2 separate regions of the Mus musculus genome follow, and region 1 is linked to region 2. The links are chromatin contacts, called in public Micro-C maps. All regions are on one chromosome and are shown on one strand. The core of a region is the stretch at or near the end of the contact, and the rest is flanking DNA. Distances in the headings are between cores, read along the strand shown.

What was found. A called contact is a pair of places that touch in the nucleus more often than the background predicts.
Region 1: a contact with region 2 is called in a Micro-C map of embryonic stem cells, with 1.6 times the contacts expected there. The contact joins the promoter of Duox2 here to the enhancer-like site in region 2. A contact is called at or near these places in 5 of 39 promoter capture datasets (the 3T3-L1 cell line, embryonic stem cells and macrophages), 29 of 484 Hi-C or Micro-C datasets (the C2C12 cell line, the C3H10T1/2 cell line, the G1E-ER4 cell line and 17 more), 5 of 115 datasets of contacts at active chromatin or transcription factors (the SCID.adh cell line, embryonic stem cells, pancreatic cancer cells and 1 more) and 3 of 9 other capture datasets (adipose tissue, liver and pancreatic islet).

Annotation. Positions count from the first base shown.
Region 1 is chr2:122,296,716-122,299,870 of GRCm38.p6, forward strand. Duox2 (dual oxidase 2) reads right to left here and starts at 1,512. Exons shown (of 33, transcript NM_001362755.1): 1 at 1,381-1,512; 2 at 1,008-1,097; 3 at 661-825; 4 at 1-154. The coding sequence starts at 1,450. It overlaps Duoxa2 (dual oxidase maturation factor 2), which reads left to right and starts at 2,185. Exons shown (of 6, transcript NM_025777.2): 1 at 2,185-2,472. The coding sequence starts at 2,326.
Region 2 is chr2:122,347,236-122,350,408 of GRCm38.p6, forward strand. It overlaps Duox1 (dual oxidase 1), which reads left to right. Exons shown (of 33, transcript NM_001099297.1): 33 at 35-737. The coding sequence ends at 157. It overlaps Shf (Src homology 2 domain containing F), which reads right to left. Exons shown (of 7, transcript NM_001374011.1): 7 at 1,657-2,304. The coding sequence ends at 2,118. Among named protein-coding and RNA genes, the nearest start is that of Shf, 20 kb to the right of the region's middle. Within about 2 kb of position 1,741, at least 251 of the 459 cell types and tissues checked have an H3K27ac peak or open chromatin away from gene starts, as enhancers often do. A contact at or near this core is called in the C2C12 cell line, the C3H10T1/2 cell line, the G1E-ER4 cell line and 15 more, where this site is marked.

The DNA.
Region 1 (3,155 bases), core at 262-2,761, 51 kb before region 2:
TTGTGGTCCCAGCGGCTCCTTTGAAAGGGCAGCACCACGTTCCCGCGCTTGTCAGGGTCGAACACCGGGTCCCCACGTGGGATGTAAATGTTGAGGAACTCTGCGGGGCAGCCTGGTGTTTCCACACTCACCAGGTCTGAGAGCACGTGGTAGCCTGGGTTAAGAGAGCAAAGTGGTAGATAAATCACCAGGTCCCGCTCTCCTTAGGAGAGCCTCTGAATTATCAGGACACAGAGGCCAGAGCACAAGCTTCAACGCTGTCTCTTCAGCTTATCCCCCCCCCCCCGCCAGACTTGATCTTCTAAGATGCAAACAAAACGTAGCATCCCCTTGTGAACATGCCAATATCGTTTCGGGGGTGGGAGGGGGGGAGGCGGATACGATTTGAAAACAAGCTCCCTTCACCTCTGTGTGGCAGTCATGAGAGTCTTGAGGACAGCAGTGGTCAGGGCATAAGTTTCTGAGAGTTCTAGTGGGGACCCAATGTACGTGTTGGTTTGAAGTAAAGTAAGAGAAAGATCCCCGCATCACACCCAAACCCTCAAAGATGATAACAGAAGCACTTCTTGGAAAGTTCTTTTTTCTGCAAGTTGCGGTGGTCCTTTCCCTGGACACTCAGCAAGCTCCAGATCCACCCTGGTTTCCTGTTCCTATACTCACCAAAGAAGACCCCCAGCACTGTGCGGTTGTGGACCGAGGGCAGCCCTGCTTTGCCCTTAGCGACAGCATCGCTTAGCCGGCGAGGGTTGGGCAGTAGCGGCTCTTCCAGAGCCTGATAAACACCGTCAGCATAATTAGCCGGTATTAGGCGACGCAGCCGCGAGCCTGGAGCGCAGAGAGTTGATCTGGATCAACGCTCTGGGTCCCCAAGAAGCCCCACATGCCCCCTCCCATTTCCTACCCCCAGGAATGGATAAGAATGTGGTGAGAATGCAATCCCGCAGGCCGCCCCGGCTCCTCTCCCCACACTCCAACTGCACGCCCTCCCTACAGAGCCCGGGGCTTACCAGCCGCACCGCGCTGGTGGTACTTCAGATTATTAAACCAGCCGTCGTAGCGCTGCACTTCCCAGGGCAGTGAGGGTGCGTCCTGGCCACCTGTGGGAGCAGAAAGCCTCCCACTTAACATTAACCTTCCAGAATGCCCTGAATGACCCGATGGGCTTTAGGCTCCTTCCTCAGCTGGCTAACTCCTGCCAATGAACGCCATCTCCAATCCTTTGGCCGCTGAGCCGAGGCGGTCAGAAGTCTTCCAACTCAATAGCTCAATAAGAGATGGCTCAACCCTTCCAGCTTCCAGGCGCCATCTGCCTTCCCTTCTCTTTCCACACTCCTGTGGGACACTGGCTAGCCCCTTCAGCAAGAGGCCCCTACTACGTACCTGCTGGGCCCAGGGGTCCAGTCAGCAGAGCGCCCAGGAGAACTAGAGTCTTGGGACTTGTTGGAAGCATGCTGTCCTTGATCCCGGCGGTGGGGGGTAGTGTGTCAAGAGCGCACACTCCCACGGCTGGTACTGGGAGAGGAGCAGAGAGGTACTACTCAGGTCCCACATCTTCACGACGCGCTTTCTGGCATTAAGACCGTCTGCCACCCTAACCCTGTCTGATGCTGATCTCAAGCACATTAACACCCTGGTCAGGAGCGCAGCGGGACTGTCTATGGGGTTTGTTCTAAAACCTAGTCCTCTCAGCCCAATTTCCCAAGTACTGCTTCTCCAGGAGGGGGATAGAAAAGGGAGAGAGGCTAATGAACTGAGAGCTAGGGACGCGCAGCCAACCTCATCCTCATCTAGGATGAATTACGTTCAAAGGGGAGAAAGGAGCTAGGAGACCCAACCTCTGGTGTAAGGGATCCGGTCCGGTTCAACAGTCTTCCGTGGTCTTGGAGATTTTGTTTCCTGCTCCGCTCCTGGGAGCAGCTCCGAGAATCTTCACCCTTCCTGGATGCCCGTTCACCCTTCGCTCTTCGTCCTGCCTAGCAGGTGTCGCTCGCGCCACCGCTAGCAGGTGTGAATGTGTGAATCAGAGGTTTGCGGTCGAGTTAAGGACAGGATTTCAGTTATTTGCATGTCTCCGCCCCTTCGTTTGCATGACCTCAACCAGACAGGACCCTGCTACCTGGTTTGGACGCCGCCCCTGCTTGCTGCCCACGCTCCTATAAAAGGAGGGGGTCTGCGTTTCTTTGTGAACACTGCGTGAAGTCGCAGGGCCAGGAAAGAGTTTCGGGAGATCACGCCTCTGCGCTTCTTAGGAGAGCCGCAGGGCTCGGACTTTTTATCACTCATCCCAGCTCGCTGCCTGCGAACAGTTCTCGAACTTCTTGCAGGATGACTGCGTGGGACGGGGTGCTACCCTTTTACCCCCAGCCCAGGCATGCCGCCAGCTTCAGCGTACCGCTGCTCATTGTTATCCTGGTGTTCTTGTCTTTGGCTGCTAGCTTCCTGTTCATCTTGCCTGGAATCCGTGGGCACTCGGTAAGGGGGTATTCAAAGTTCTCCCTAGAGGGATTCTAGAAGAAGCCGATTTCGTGGGGGTAATAGTGCGATATGGAGAGAGTTTCTTGGAGACTCAGGACAGAAGAGACTAAGGAAGATTCTCCGAGGATCAGCAGATGCAAATTTAGAAGTCTGGTGCAGTAAGCGACTCTTCCGAGGAAGAGGTTCCTTGGTCCAGGACATCCCGGGAAGAGACTCCAGCTGGCTTCTTTTGGAAGCTGCAGCAGCAGTGGGAATCAGCCCAGTATATTTGGAATTAAGTCTAGCCTTCGGGTGCGGCCAGCCCCCCCCCCCGTCTCTGGTCTCTGAATGCCTTAGCCCCTCTGTCCTGTGCTTTGAACCATGATCAAGAGAATGGGGACTTCTGTGCTTTTCTTACTGTGTTGAGTTAAAGACTCAAGAGAGTTTCACAGAAGATTCAAACGTGTAGCAAGCAAGAGAAATTTCCAAGCTCCCAGCCTCCAGGTCCTGAACTACATTGTTATAAGTCTGAGAAGACCTTTTCCTGTTGATCTTTGTTGGTTCGGAGGAACTGGCAGGTCTAGAAAAATCCGCAGTCCCTCTCTTTTAATTGACTACCAGGCCCCGGGGCCTCCCTCTTCTGGGAGAGGTGACCCCTGTCTGCCTGGCACTTGTGAACTCACTGAGTCTCACCAAGTAGT
Region 2 (3,173 bases), core at 491-2,990:
ATATGTTCATCTTTGGCTCTTCCTCCTTCAACAGGTCCGAAAGATTGGAGTATTTAGCTGTGGTCCCCCTGGCATGACCAAGAATGTGGAGAAGGCTTGTCAGCTCATCAACAGGCAGGACAGGACTCATTTTTCTCACCATTATGAGAACTTCTAGGCCTCCTGCCCAGCAACTATGCCCACTACTGCCCTGCTGGGACAGCAGGGGCTTTGGCCTGTGCCTTAACCCAGTACTCATTTCTGGCCACCTCAGCCTTGGCCCTTCCCACCTGCCAACTTGGTTGGTCCAAGTAGCCTCGCTCAGGCATCATGTGTAGGCTCAGAGATCTCTAGGGCCAGAATGTGTCTTGAGTTTGTCGAAGGAGCACTGTTTAAGAACTATAGGTTCAGAAGTAGGGGAGCTTTTGGGTTGAGACAAAGTGAGAATTAAGCAAAAACTTGACAGTAGACAACCTGTCAAGTTTTTGAAAGTGAGTCTGAGTGATAGTATGGATGCTGGCGTCTTCAAGTCCTCTTCACTGTGTTCTTCCTCTCTTCAAAATGGTTGGGAGATGTCTTAGAGTAGCCAGGGGCAACTTACAGAAACCCTCAGGACCAGCCTAACTGAACAACTGATCTCTCAAAATGTAAAATGTAGTCAGACCTTTCTGTGCCCACTAACCGCCTGGAGCAGTGCCCCTCAGCCCCATCTCCCTCTTCTAGTGGTCTGTTTTGCAAATAAACGGTGTTTCCCCCTTTGGAGTTTCTTTTTTGCTGCCTTAGGTCAAGGTGGAGCTAAGGAAATCATCCACCCAGTGGGCTTTGCCACGGTGGTCCAGGCATCTCTCCAGTATCTACTGAATAAAAGCAGCGAAGACTGAAAAGCCCTTCCTCACTCTGGTGTTAGGCTGCTGACAGCGGATCACAAGGACAGAGAGGAGTCCTCAGGGAGCTGCAGTCGGCCTGGCTTCCTCCAGGGCATCAGCTATTCTAGCTCTGCCCTGAGACAAGGTCTTCCAGGCAGCATGAGGAGATAGATGTCTCCTAACCCCTCTAGGCCTGTTTTCTCAGGTGCAAAATGGTGGGTCCTCTTCCTATCATTCAAAGGCAGAGCAACCTTCAGAGAGTTTCTGAAAAGGTGCCCAATGCCAAATGATCTATTCGGAATACCTCGTTTCTCAGATCACACATCCTCACTTTGGAGAAATTCCCAACTGATTCTAATCAGCGCTAATGCACCGCGGGCTTGGGTTGAGGCAAGCAAGGGGCCTCAGGTTGTCCTAAGAGGACAACCGTCCCGAGGGCGTCTGGCTCCCACAGAACCTGTCTGTGGAGCAGCGGGAAGGCCCCGGACCCACGGGGGTCGGCTGAGGTGCGTGGCCCCAGACCCGGCCACCAGAGGGAGCTAAGGGAAAGGGACACGGCGCGCCCAGCCAGCCAGCCAGGAGCGGGAGCGCGCCGCCTCAGGGAAGCGCGCCTCCCGCCCGCGTGGCAGCGCCATCCGCGCCGTCAGCCTGGCGCGCTGCCTCTTTGTCTCTCGGCGCCTCCCAGACAAACCGCTCGCTGCTGGCGGGAAGCCGGGCTCGCTCGGGAGCAATGGCAGGAGCGACGCGGCCTGGACGCCCCCTGCCCGGCGTGAGGTGTTTGGTCAAAGGAAGCGAGTGGATGCTCGGAAAGTGCTTTTCGCAGGCGGCCGGCGTCGGCTCCAGCCTCAATTTATAGTCGGGCTCGCTCCCCGCCCCCTCCCGGCAGCCCCTGGGCGGCGCCGGCAGCCGCAGCTCTGCCTGGCCGAGCCTCTGGCCCGGAGCCCGGGCGGCCCGCTGGGGACGGGGAGAAGGGAGGATGCGGAGGGTGGGTGGTGCGGGAGGGAGGTCGCCACTCCCTCCCTAGTGTCTGACTGGGGCGGGGAGACCCCTTCCTCCTCAGGCTCTCCTCGGTGCCCAGCTCCACACAGTCCCTTTATTCCAAGGCCCAGGATTCCCTCCCCTTTATAATAAATTAAGGAATCTTCAGCGCCTGCTAGATCCTAGGACAAGGGGAAGCCAGGTTTCTGACATCATGTCCTTGGTAAGAACCGCTGCCCCCGTGCAGGTGACAAGGACTGGGTCCAGGTCTATCATAGTGCCCTGGTCTCACATCTACAGAGTCCGGATGGCCACAGGGTAGAGCAGGGACATGTGTTCCGCTCCCTTAATGGGCAGCTTGCGGCTGGCATAGTGGTGCACGATTTCAGGGACGCTGCTGAAGGGTGGGCTGTTCTGGCCCAACACATACTTGTGTTCCTTAGTCCGGGACAGCTTCATGTGCATGAAGCCCTGACTGCTCCTAGGAAGAGAAAGAGATCCCGGTGACCAGGGGTTCTCCTCAGTCCCCTACTTCTACCCCGACTCTCCCAGCAAGTGTGATTCCAAAGCCAGCTTCAAGTGGGAGGTGGACAGAGACGGGATGGTGGGGGAGGGGAGGGGAGGGGAGGAGAGGAGAGGGTTGAGTAGGTAGCATGAGGCACTGGCTTTGTGGTGAGGACGCTCATTGTACCAAGAATGTGTGTGTGGTGAGTATACAGGGTGTGTGCTGGTGGAAAGTGGGGTGCCCCGCACCCTCCAATTCTGTGACCCTAGCCCATAGCCTTTGGCTAAGGCCAGTTTAACCCTACCTGGACTTTTGAGACCGATTCATACAGGTCAGGCTAGTCTGTGTCTCCACCTCTTAATTATAGGTGTATGCCAGTGTATGGGGTACTGAGCCCAGAACCCAGGGCTTTGGACAGACTAGCCAGCACCTTAGCAACTGACTACAGCCCGGCCTTATGCTCAGTTTCCCCTTCTTGAGCTATATGGCAGCACCAGTCTGTGGGTCTTACACCAAGTCAGACCCTCTCAGTCCAGCCAGCCAGCCCTTAGGCCTGGAGTGACATCATCTGGAGACTCGGTTAGCATTACCTACCCAGAGTTGGGTAGGACAGACAAAGGAATTATGGTGTGGAGGTGAGATGAGAGGGCATGGGAGCCCCCCAGCCTGGAGTCTGATTGCAACCTCTTTCCATCAGAGAAGAAGCAAGCAGTTCCAGCACAACCGACATCTGCGGCAAAGGCGGCTGACACAGACTTAATACGTCTTTTAAATACAAAGATTTTATGTTGAGCAGGTCTTAAGGCCTGAGTGTGTATGACCTTGTGGAGGGGCTCATTCTTTTT